Regions from separate parts of the Mus musculus genome. Here region 1 is linked to region 2. Evidence: chromatin contacts called from public HiChIP or PLAC-seq data. All regions are on one chromosome and are shown on one strand. Each heading gives the region's core, a stretch centred on a gene start, on an enhancer-like site or on the middle of the called end of the contact. The rest is flanking DNA. Distances are from core to core; before and after follow the strand shown.

Region 1 (5,983 bases), core at 3,020-5,519, 84 kb after region 2:
GCACCCCCTCCCAATTCCCCGAGCTAATATTTGTTCCTTTTGAACACTGATGCTGTGGTAGGTGAGTGTGGAAAAGGAAGGAGAATTTAGAGGGGAGCTTGGGTGTGGCCGTGGGTGTGACATGATCTTGCCTTTGTGTTTTTGTTTCTTGGATACAGGCAACTGGGGCCATCCCAGGACTTGGGTGGTACAGAGAGGTATATGAGAAGTTCCAGGTCATTGTTGGCTATGTAGGGAGTTTGAGCCCAAACTAGACTACTTAAAACCCCACTTTACTTAAACAAACACCATACTAACCAAGCAAAAACTAAACACCCATTCCTCAAATCAGACTAAAAGTTCTCTCAGTTTGCCCGTGGAGATAGACTTGAATTATTAGTGTGTACAAATTACTGCCCAGAAAGATTTTCACTTAACTCTGCTCTTAAATTATTCATAAGAAGTGACAGTTGGGACCTACTCTACCCTTTTCCAGAAGTAAAAAGTCCCTGAGGGTCCTCGTCTGGGAGATTTGGGTGGTAATGCGATAAGGGACACATTGCTCTGTTCTTTCCCTCCCCCAGTTCAAGCTGTCTACTGCTGTGTGTGTCTCCTGCCCCTTTTGTCTCTGTTCTAAAGCCTTCAGATCGGCTCCCTATTACTGTCCAGGGTGACCAAGCATACCCACCCAGTCAACAACCCAGCACTGTTCTCTGCCGGCCTCTTCTCCCCTCCCTTCCCTCCTTGCTTCAACAGAACAGATGAGCTTCACATGGAAACTAGAAGTCACTTAGAAGCCAAAAGAACTCATGGCACTTGAAATGAATTCCTCCTCTTGGCTGGCATTTTCCACAGATGGCAAGTAGGGTAATTTCATGCCTGATTAGAGGAGGAGTTTGTTTCATAGTATATCCTGCCATGTTTAACAATTTTTATTTCATGGAAAACTTTGACTCCCTTCCATTTTAAGGATGCTGGTATATATTGATACAGGAAAAGCAAAAGGCTTCTAAATGTATCCACCCTACCCCACTGACTCTTGGTAAAAAAATAAATGCCTTTAAATTCATGGGCATTGACTCAGGAAGATGGTTGTACGACTTTCCCTAATATGTTTTGGTGCCTCTCAGTTTTTATAGATAATGTTATTTTTTAAATTATTCCTGAAATAATACATTTTTTCCTAGTATTGTTAGTAGTGATTGGCAAGTGACCCAAAAGGGGCAAGACGTAAAATAAAAGAGGTAATCAGTCACGAGCTGCATACAGACCCATCCTGGCATCATTATCCAGCCATCTGACCTTTGGGCTTCAGCCACACAAGTAAAGGGCAAGGGGGTGCGAGGGAGGCAGCTGCGACACAGCCTTGTATCAAAGCTGTGCATTTCATCCTGCGGGGCCTCAGACTCCCACTAAACATATAATTTCAGAGAGCTTGTTTATCTGTTTTCCTGGTGCGTGAAGCACAGCTGAGGCAGAGTGGTAGGGAGCAGTATTGATACACACACACACACACACACACACACACACACACACAAGGATGATGACGGCAGACCTTGCAGTGTGGCAGCCTGCTGCTGCTGGCAGGAGGGTACATGGGAAGACACAGCACAGTGAGTAGCAGAGTCAAATCTGTTCAGCAGGTCTGTCTAAAAGGTCTGAGAGGGTGAGGGATATGCTCTCAGAGCCTTTCATGGGGAGCGGGGAGGTGGGGGAGGGGTGGGGGAGGGGTGGTTAGATGATAACATTTTGCAATGCTGATGAAGATTCTGACTGGAGTTACTAGAGCAAGCCAGTGATACTCTAAGGTACCCTACTCCTCAATAGCAATATTATGAAGATTACCACACTGTGTACGTGTGAGTTGCGAGGTACCCAGTACCCATGGCTCTGGGTAAATAGTCCATTGATTAAGGTGTGTGTTCTTGGTCATTGCTAAATGAATGAGTGTGGTGGCTTCTGAGGCAGCCCACTTAGGCTCTTCTAAGATAGCTGGAACCCACCTGGAGCATGAAGAAAGCTGTGACCTCCGGGGCGGACGAGAACCATTGTATTTGCTGTTGGCCAGTAGCAACTTTGATCCAATTAATTAACAAATTAATGTTTGTGATTTTCTTTGTATTAGCAAATATTCAATCATCTAAGCCAGTGATTCTCAACCTTCCTAATACCACGACCCTTTAATGCATTTCCTCGTGTCGTGGTGACCTCCAACCATAAAATGATTTCATTGCTGCTTTATAACTTATTTTGCTACTATTATGAATCATAATGTAAATATCTGATATGCAGTATATCTGATATGTGACCCCAAGGAGGTTAAGACCCACAGATTGAAAACCACTGACCTAAGCCATAGATTAGGCAGTACATGGAGGATTGGTTAATCAATTCTGTTTTGTGGTTTGTAGGAACAGTTTTTAGAAATCCAGTTTGTGGGCTGGAGAGATAGTTCAGCAGTTAAGAGCACTGACTGATTGCTCTTCCAGAGGTCCTGAGTTCAATTCCCAGCAACTGCATGGTAGCTCACAACCATCTGTAACAGGATCTGATGCGCACTCTTCTACAGCTACAGTATACTCACATAAAATAAATATTTTTTTTTTTTAAAAAAAGAGTGAAATCCAGTTTGTTAGCATGCCTACATTTAGGGTAAAATTGTTTTTTTGGCAAATAATTTCAGCTTCTGTATAAATGTAAACAACTTTAAGGGACAGTCTTGAGTCTTGGCTCTGATAAGCCAGTTATTTCTCTTGGTTGCTCATAGTGAGTTTTCTCCTTGCTCCTCCGTTAGGTTCTGCCAGATGTGTGCAAGGCTGGGGCCATGTGAGGAGTACTGAGTCCAGTACTGGGTACTGGACTGGGTGCACTGAGACTGTGCACCCAGGCCAAGAGGATTCAGCTGTCTCAGGTGTATCAAGGTGTATCAGGCACAGCAAGGGGTTCATTATGAAGCTTAGATACCTTTAAATTATAAATGTGAATTACAGTGCAGCTATAAGGAAGGTGTGGACAGCAGGTTAGAGAGACTTGTGCACGTTGTTTGGTGCCCATGCACTCTTAGAGGGCAGGAGCTCTGTCTTGCTAAGTAGAAGGCTCGTTCACATTTTTTCTGAGGTGCTCTTAAAAACTCCTCATTTTTATATTTTTAATTCTTTTTACTTCTTGTTTTCTTGAGACTGGATGTCACCTAGCCCAGGCTGGCTGCTCTACATAGAGTGGAAGTCAGTTCTCTGCATTTACCTCTTCAATATCAGGAAGATGGGTGTGCACCACTGGGCCTGGCAGCTCTATCGTCTCTGCACTTGTAATAATGGTCAGTGTAGACACATCACTGAAAATTAAGAGCTGAGGTAGGTAGGACCAGCACACCCAGTAGCCGAGAACTTCAGACCCCGTGCTGTCTGCTTCCCATCCCTGACCACTGCTCTGGCATGGGGTATGTGTGGGCTTGAGTTCATCTGTCTGTAACCTGAGGCATTTAGGCATCATGGTCTCTTGAGAACCCTTTAGCTTTTCTGGCCTCATTAGTGCTGACGGCTGTTTTCTCAGTTGCCTCTTCAGTCCCAGTGTCTTCTTGTGTAGCATGAGAGTCTACTGTCTTGGGGACACTTTGCTCTGGAACTTCTTCAGCGAACGCCCCAGCCCTGGCATGCTTGAAGAACTCCGTCATTCCGTCTCAGAGAGTCAGGGTAGACTTGAGACACAAAGTTTGCCTTTAGAACTGTTTGTTCTCTGGAACAGGGTTTCCCTGTGTAGCTAGCCCTGGCTCTCCTGGAACTCACCTTGTAGACAAGGCTGCCCTTGATCTAGGAGTTCCTCCTGCCTCTACCTCCCCATATTCTGCCTGCTGGCTGCAGAAGGGGAGGCAGAAACAGGTGCACACATGGCTGCGTTTCACCTTTGCTGAAAGCAGGAAGTGAAGTGAAACTGCTTACCTTATCCTTAATCGCGGCATTCCTTAACCCGTGTCCCCACCCCCACCCCCGGAATTCGGGACTAGAAACCACATTAAAAGCGCTTCTGGTGATCACCCTTTTTCAGAAGTGGGTCCAGTAGTCAGCAATCAAAATCTTTTTTGTGATCTGCAGAGAGACGTCTACGTTCTGCACAGGCTTGCTTTTCCATTGCTTTGCAGGAGTTCAGAAGTTTGAGCTACCACTGAAGTACGGTCTGTGGAGGGGCGGGGCTCTCTGTCTCCAATGAGGTGCCTTCAGTGTCGGGCAAGCCTATCATCTTTCGCAGGAGTGCTTACTCTGTAATCCAAGCGATAGCCACGCAGCCTGTTTTATTGTTTGTGGAGTCCTGCGGCTAGGAGCGCTTCCCAGACGGGAAGGAGGGCAAGTGGGCGGTTTATGATTCTTCCCTGGGCCGGGACAACAGAGCCGAACCCTTTGATTTCTCCTGAGTAACCTGTGTGGGTGAACTTTAAACTAGGGGCCTGCTTGACGCTGGATCTTTTTCTGCAGGGTGAGGAGTTAGCTCCGGAAGCCTGGCTGTCTGCCTTAAGAGGGAAAGATGCCCTGGAGAGGCGTAGGATTACCTTTAGGGATGCTAGCCATGCAGCCAAGAGTCGGGGTACCTTGGCTCTTCTTCACAAAGTCTTGGCAAGTGTGTCTGAAATGACTGTACTGTTTATTTTTCTAAAGCTTGTACTTCTATTTATTATTATTTTTATTTTTGCCTGAGGACCTCCCGCCAGAAATTGGTGCTACAATGTGTCTAGAGTAAACCATTTTCTTAAAAAATTTATCTTTAATCCTTCATTTTCCTTTTAATCGGGCACGCAGAAGCACAAAGCCTGCCCGACTCTCAGCGTTAAGAGGGAAGGGGCAGGCCCCTTTCAAGGATCCCGGCCAATTCTAAAAAGCCAGCATTTTGTTTGTTGGGCTGCCCTTTGTCTCTAGAGGATTTTGATGTGAAAGAAGATGAAAAAGGACGGCTCCTCAGGTTCCTTCGGAATCAAGGCAAGCCCAGGCTCCCTCTCACGTGCTGTGAGTTGGATAAATTTCTCCTCCCTGTCCAGGCAGACAAAGAGGCTGTTCCGCAGTGATGGAGAGCTGTCCGTTTGTGGGCACCAGGTGGAAGCCGATGATGAGAACTGGATATACAGGACCCAGCCCAGAAAAGGTGACTTGATTTTATTCTTAATTTAAACATCTTTTTAAAAGTTTGCTCTATAGAATTCTTTGTTCCTGCCGGTGCTTTCCTGTCACGTCCTCTCCTGCTCCATCAGGAGTTCCTTATTTGTTTTTTTTTGTGCTGGAGCTAAGTACCATTCATTTGTTTACACGTCTGAAATAAAAACTGCTCCGCCAAGATCCAGCTTGAGACCGTGTAGCCTTCCCAGAAGGTTAAATAGCTGTTGTTTGCCGCAGGTGCTCTCCCCTCTTCCCCAGTCCATGCTCGCCTGTGACTTGGATAAGTCAGTAAGACGCTGTCACCCCAGATGGAATCATCTGGTCTGGGCCAAGTCATGAGCTCTTTCCAGTAAGTGCTCTGACAAAGCTTGAGGGTTTGTGTCTTTTTGCGGCGTTCTTCTGAGAAGATGAATGGGTTTGGTGAATGTGTGACTTAGACAGGTGTTGAGTGTGACACGGAGGAAAATGGACACAAGGGGTTTACCTTGGCCAAAAGAGTTTTGGATTTCTGTCAAGTTCCTTGTCAGACCAGCGCTGGTGTCTGTTCTCAGGATTAGCATGTTAGACCCCCTGGAAGGTGAGGAAGACTATAGTCCTGCTGGAGGACATGGGCACATCCTAGGCTTTTATAACACTCCCTATTTTCTATATAGACTTTCTAACGTCTGCCTATTAGGATGTCTGGTGTAGGGACTGAACTGTTTAGCTCTGAAATGGTTTCTTCATTGGATGTTGTCCAGAGTTCAGCAGGGAAGCACTCCTGTGTGTTACAAAGGAGCCTAGGCCAGACACTGTTCAGGACTGACTTGTTTACTGTGTTCTCCCTTTGCCAAGGGAAACCTTGCTAGAACATCTCAGGGACC
Region 2 (6,244 bases), core at 1,182-3,681:
AAACACATTATTAGGTTTGGTCCCATTTTTGCACGCAACTCTTTTTGTGTGCTAAGAGCCTATATATTCATATAATAAAAACCCTATATATTTATCCTATTTAGCATCTGCAGGATTCTTTTAAAGCAATGCCTTGTCTACCATAGTGGCTCATATCCACAGTCCCAGCATGTGGAAGGTGCCTAGCCTTGAACTCACAGTGCTAGGACTGAAGGTACCACTGTGCCTGACGTGTTGATCTTTTATAAGCAGGTCTTCAAAGTTACATCCTTCATTCATGAACCTTCGTATTGAGAATTGACTGTAAATTGACTAATTTCATGAACTCATAACCAGAGGAGTAGTCAAAGCCAAAAGACTTGAAGTGATTTGTCTAGGCTGAGGGCTGGCGCACAGACCTTTGATTGCCTCCCTTGCTGTCCATTGCTTATGTGTGTAGCTTCACTGTAGGAGTGTTTAGAGATAGGGATCGAAGTGTAGACACATGCTGGGAACTGTCAGAGGGCTGCCTGAGAACCTTAATTTCATCTCTCTGGTAAGATATACCTGTTAATGAGTCTCCAGCAGCACATGCACGAGAGGGGGCCAGGATCCAGTTCTTATTTCACTCATGACTGCCCATAACCACCACATGTAAGGTTGCACCACACGTACCGGTGGTAACCTGAAAAACAACACTTAGTCCTGTGGGCCAGTCCTACTGGTTTCAAGGATCACGAGGAATATTTCTTCAGGCTTGCCATCTTCCAAATATCATAGGTGGGGGGAGTCCTACAAAACCTGTCTTAAGTTAGCAAAAACACGTCCCTGTTTATCCATGTCTTGTGAGGACTCTGAGGCTATACCTGATGATCCCATGTTGTGGAAAGTGGTCCAGGATGGACTTTGTGATGGTTATTCTTGGTTGTCACTTTGACTACATCTGGAATTAACTTAAACTCAAGCTTCTGGGTACACCTGTGAAAGGTTTTTTTTGGTGGGAAGATCCACCTTTAATCTGGGCCACACTGTCTCGCGGCAGCCTATATAAAGGATGTGGAAGAAGGAAGCTCGTACTCTTGCCTGCTTGCGCTCACTCTTGCTGGCATGGCACGTTTCTTCACTGGCATTAAAGCCTACTTCTTTGGGATTCCAGTGTATACTGAAGACCAGCAGAGACATCTAGTCTCATGGACTGAACAACTACTGGATTCCTGGATTTTCTGTTGCTACACAGCTATTGTTGGAATAGCTGGAACACAGACTACAGGCCTCTCTAATAAATCATATATATGTGTGTGTATATATATATATATGTATATATATATATGTAGTCATGTATACACATATATGAAACACACACACGCATCCAGTAGTTGTTCAGTCCACAAGGCTGGATGTCTCAGCGGGTATCATATATATATGTATCTCTGTGTGTGTGTATGTATGTATGTATGTATGTACATCGATTCTGTCACTTGTTTCTCTAAGAGCCCTGACTAAGTGTACTGATCTTAAGTGTACTGCATTTACAGCGACTGAATGTGACTCTTTGACACATGCTTTCCTCAGCCAGACTGCAAGCTACTTGAGGTTAGGGATGGCAGCACATCTGTTATTATAGAGCTCAGTACAGTGACTGGATATTATCACATGTATACTATAACATTGTGTGTGTGTGTGTGTGTGTGTGTGTGTGTGTGTGTGTGTGCGCATGCGCATATACACTCTCGGATGTGCACACACCATGACACATGGAAGTCAGAGGAAACTTACTGAAGTGTTTTCTCCTTCCCCCTTGTGGGATCCAGGGGTCAACTCAAGCTGTCAGGGTTGGTGGCAAGTGCCTTTATCCACTGAATCATCTCACCGGACCTGTTTCTGTGCAAGTAGAACTTGATTAATTTTGCTGCTGACTAAATAAGGCTACATTGAAAATTGTGACAAGGGGCAGAAGTGTGAATAGCTGTGTCTGGGCTCTGTTAACAAGCAAGAGCCTTCGCTCTGCAGAGACGGGCAGATTCTCACTGGCATGGCTATGTTTGGTTTTTAAGGTCTGTGGGCGTGCTCCCTCACCCTCAGTACTTGGGATCTGACTAGGGCATATTAGGAAATGCTCTAATTTTAAATCTGAAGGTTGTCTATGGCCTTGACTCACATTATGGCCCAGGCAGCCTTTGAACTCAGTATTTTGCTTCTACCTCCAAGTAGCTAGAACTATAGACCCGTGGCTTGGCCTTACAGCTAATTTTATTGAGACACAATTCCTAGATCCAGCCATTCTCAGTGTAGGGGCCAGTGACTTCTAGTGTATTCAGACATGAGAAACATGACCACAGCCTATTTGCATGGCCCCCCACATCCCGGGAGTCAGTCTCCCTTTCTTCTTGACCTTCCTACCTCCAGGTCACTGGGAGTCTCCTTTCTGCCTCTGTGGATTTAACTGTTCTGAACATTCCAGACAAGTGGACTCATGCCGGCTGTGGGCTTTGTACTTCCTTTACCAAGCAAATGTTTCCCAGGCTCAGCATTCGCTGCTTTCCATGACTAACACTCACAAGCTCCTGTGAAGTGGGACTGTGGATTAAAAACCCATTGTTCAGATTTGTTTATCATTTCTGTTACTGATGTTTTGCCCGCATGTATGTCTGTGTGAGGGTGTCAGATCCCTTGGAACTGGAGTTACAGACAGTTGTGAGCTACCATGTGGGTCCTGGGAATTGAACTAGGGTCCTCTGGAAGAACAACCAGTACTCTTAACCTCTGAGCCACCCTTCCCCCTTTCTATTTTATTCCAAAACCAATAAAATAGAAAGGCTAGACTGCATTTTTAAGCCCAATTTATAGATCAAGAAATGAAAGTTCTAGGGCTAGTAAAAGGTGTTAGTAAGACAAGGTCTTGTGATTTCTGCTCTAAACTCTTTTTTTTTCCTAAAAGATTTATTTATTTATTTTATGTATATGAATATTACTGTAGCTGGCTTCAGACCACCGGAAGAGGGTATTGGATCCCATAACAAATGATTGTGGGCCACCATGTGGTTGCTAGGAATTGAACTTAGGACCTCTGGAAGAACAGTCAGTGCTCTTAACCTCTGAGCCATCTCTCCAAGTCCTACTCTAAATTCTTTTCAGTTTGTTTTAAAAGCACTTACTGGGACTTATTGGGACTGAGCATGTAGCTCAGTGGTAGGTTGCTTGCCCATCATGAGTGAAGAGAGACCTGGGTTTAGTCCCTTGCACTGCACGAAACTGAATGTAGTATCTCGTGTCTGAAATCCAGTCCTTGGGGACAGAGGAGAGAACAGCAGGACATGAAAGTCATTCTAGGCCACATGGTGAGTTTGAGGCTAGCCTGGGCTACCTGAGACCCCCGTCTTGACAACAATAGAGAACTTCCTGAGTAAATATGAAATCCTGCTGCCAACAGAGCATAGGAAAAGGCAATTTAAAATAATAGTTGTAGAAAGAATGCCCACCCCTTTAGATTCTAGAAGCATTGAGAGGGTTTGCTGTGCCGTCTAACCACAGGGCACCTTTTATACTATGGCATTTTTGTTGCAGTAAATCTCCCATCCCAAATATGCCCGGGCAATGAAAGCACAACACAGTTAATATGATTACATGCTGTGCGCCTAGATTGGGCAGATCTACCGCTACACTACCATCTTCCACAGCTTAGAACTTTCGGTTTCTCCAGGCCATGTGCTTCTGCTCCGCTTTTCTTCTTCCTCCTCCTCTGCATCCTCTCTCTTCCATTTTCTCCTTCTTCTCTCCCTCTCACCTTCTGCCCCACCTTCCCTTCTATCTGCCCAATCATCAGTTCTCCTCTAGTTTACAAATTAAGGTGGGAAGCAGGTTTCTGGAAATCACCTGAGTGCTGACTCATTCCTTGTCTGAGCCCCTCACGGGAGAACGGAATTAACATCAAATGTAATTAGCCCCAGGGCTATGTATCCCACCCGTGCACCCATATACAGTGGACCTAGTATGCTCTGTATAATGTTTAAGGTTGGATGAATGCTGTTGTAGACAGATGGCGAGGTGGGAGCAGCTCAGAACATGGCATGCACAAGGTTCTTTCTGCCTCTAGCAGTTGACTTCCCTTAGAAAAGGGTAGCTTATTGGCAGAAAGATTGTCTGGGCATTGTCTTTGCCCAACCAGGTCTTCAGACATTTGGTAGAGAGTGTGGGCTAACGCGTGAGAGGCGTGTTTTAGCTGATGAATGCATCATCAGCCTGCTCTTGAGAGACCGTCATCCTCTGACCTAACCAGCAGCTGGCTGATGTCAGAATGGATAGCTTTGCTTCTCCCTCAGAATGAATCTCTGCAGTGTGTGTGGCAGAGCCCTAAAGACGCAGTGGAGATGTGGGCTTTGCTGAGTTTCTAAGAACAGGCACTGGGCTCCTCTTCTGGCACAAGACTTGCTTTCATTGAAGCACACTGCGTACTAGAGAGGTGTTGAGAGTATGGACTGCACCCACCTTTACTCTCAGGAGAGTTCTTACATTTATTAACAGAAACCCACAGTGGCTGAGTGGGCAGATTGTACCATTGGGTTTGAACAGCCTGTGTGAGATCAAGCAATCGTTTTCTATGTGCCTGACCGTGAGAGTTGTCGGCATATGTCTGGTATGGTGATGCACACCTTTAATACTAACATTTGGGAGGCAGAGGCTGGCGAATCTCTGTGAGTTCAAAGCCAGCCTGGCCTACATAGTGAGTTCCAGGACAGCCAGGCCTATATATGAAGATCCTGCTTCATAAATAAATAAATAAATAAATAACCTGCTTAATAAATAAGTAAACCAACCAACCAAACAAACAAACAAGAATTGCCTGATTAGTGTAGTAACACATGTCTGGTTGGGGGAGTAGGTTATGTAGAGGCTGGAGGGTAAGGAATACTAGGTTAGACTGGGCTGCATAAGACTGTCAAAGAAGAAGGAGAGGAGGAAAAAGAGAAGGAAGAGGAGGAGGAGGAAGAAAGAAGAACAAGATCAACATTTTATTGATTAGTTTTTATTTGCAGTTTGAGGAAGAAACTCAGGGACTTCTTAATTACCTTCCCAGTTACTCACTAGTTAGCATGTGGCTGTGTGGATGTTCACAGGCTGAGGAGTCAGTCACTTACCAACAGATTAGGCAACTGAGTGTTTCAAGTTTGTGTGTATTCTGCCCACAGTGTATGCCTGCTTTCTTCCTCCTATGTAAAAGGAGCTGGTGGCATCATGGAACAAGACCTGTGTTTGAATGCATTTGCCATATGCTCAGATGAGTAAAAAGGTGCCTAGTTTTTGAATTAGGAGTGTGCAGCCTTTGATGTAAGACCATAGCCTACTCACTGACTATTGGCACACAATGCCTGGGAAGTATACAAAGCCTCCTACATTGAAGGAACGCAGTATTATAGAGGAAACATCTCACATTAATTAATTTCATCTGTATGGATTGTTTTAGGACAAGGAGTAGTTACTGAAGACACTGAGTTTTAGTTTTTAAGTGTGTGTGTGTGTGTGTGTGTGTGTGTGTGTGTGTAGGTGCACATGATGGCATCACCATGGAGACTAGAGGCATCAGATACTCAAGCCCACGTTATGGGCACTTGTGAGCCACCTGATGTGAAAGCTAAAAACTGAACCGTCTCTTAGCCCCTTGAAAAAAATTTTAATAAAGTGGAAATATTTCAGTTCCTTAATATTTTGGAAGATAATTGTAAAGCAGAAGAGTAAAGCATTATCTTCCGTTTGCTTTATTTAAGAATCTTTCAGGAAAAAGGGTTATTTTAATGTTTACTCACGGGTATGGTGTGTGTCCCACGTATATGTTGTACCTGCAGAGTCCATAAGAAGGCCTTAGATGCCCTGGACATAGGGTTACGCTGTACTGGCTAGTTTTGTGTCAACTTGACACAGCTGGAGTTATCACAGAGAAAGGAGCTTTAGTTGAGGAAATGCCTCCATGAGATCCAACTGTAAGGCATTTTCTCAATTAGTGATCAAGGGGGAAAGGCCCCTTGTGGGTAGTGCCATCCCTGGGCTGGTAGTCCTGAGTTCTATAAGACAGCAAGCTGAACAAGGCAGAGGAAGCAAGCCAGAAGTAACATTCCTCCATGGCCTCTGCATCAGCTCCTGCCTCCAAGTTCCTGCCCTGTTGGAGTTCCTGCCCTGACTTCCTTTGGAAATGAACTGCAGTGTGGAAGTGTAAGCTGAATCGACCCTTTCCTCTCCATCATGCTTCTTGGTCGTGATGTTTGGTGCAGGA

Evidence for each region. HiChIP or PLAC-seq counts read pairs in DNA pulled down with a chosen protein or histone mark.
Region 1: an HNF4G HiChIP or PLAC-seq map of pancreatic cancer cells shows a contact between it and region 2. The contact joins the promoter of Nhsl1 here to the enhancer-like site in region 2. A contact is called at or near these places in 2 of 39 promoter capture datasets (liver and macrophages), 17 of 484 Hi-C or Micro-C datasets (the AML12 cell line, the C3H10T1/2 cell line, the N1E-115 cell line and 9 more), 7 of 115 datasets of contacts at active chromatin or transcription factors (a colorectal cancer cell line, craniofacial prominence, embryonic stem cells and 2 more) and 3 of 9 other capture datasets (adipose tissue, embryonic stem cells and pancreatic islet).

The regions. Positions count from the first base shown.
Region 1 is chr10:18,403,406-18,409,388 of GRCm38.p6, forward strand. Nhsl1 (NHS-like 1) reads left to right here and starts at 4,270. Exons shown (of 7, transcript NM_173390.3): 1 at 4,270-5,109. The coding sequence starts at 4,908.
Region 2 is chr10:18,321,455-18,327,698 of GRCm38.p6, forward strand. It overlaps a transcript of Nhsl1 not described here. Among named protein-coding and RNA genes, the nearest start is that of Nhsl1, 83 kb to the right of the region's middle. Within about 2 kb of position 2,432, at least 35 of the 459 cell types and tissues checked have an H3K27ac peak or open chromatin away from gene starts, as enhancers often do. A contact at or near this core is called in the AML12 cell line, the C3H10T1/2 cell line, a colorectal cancer cell line and 3 more, where this site is marked.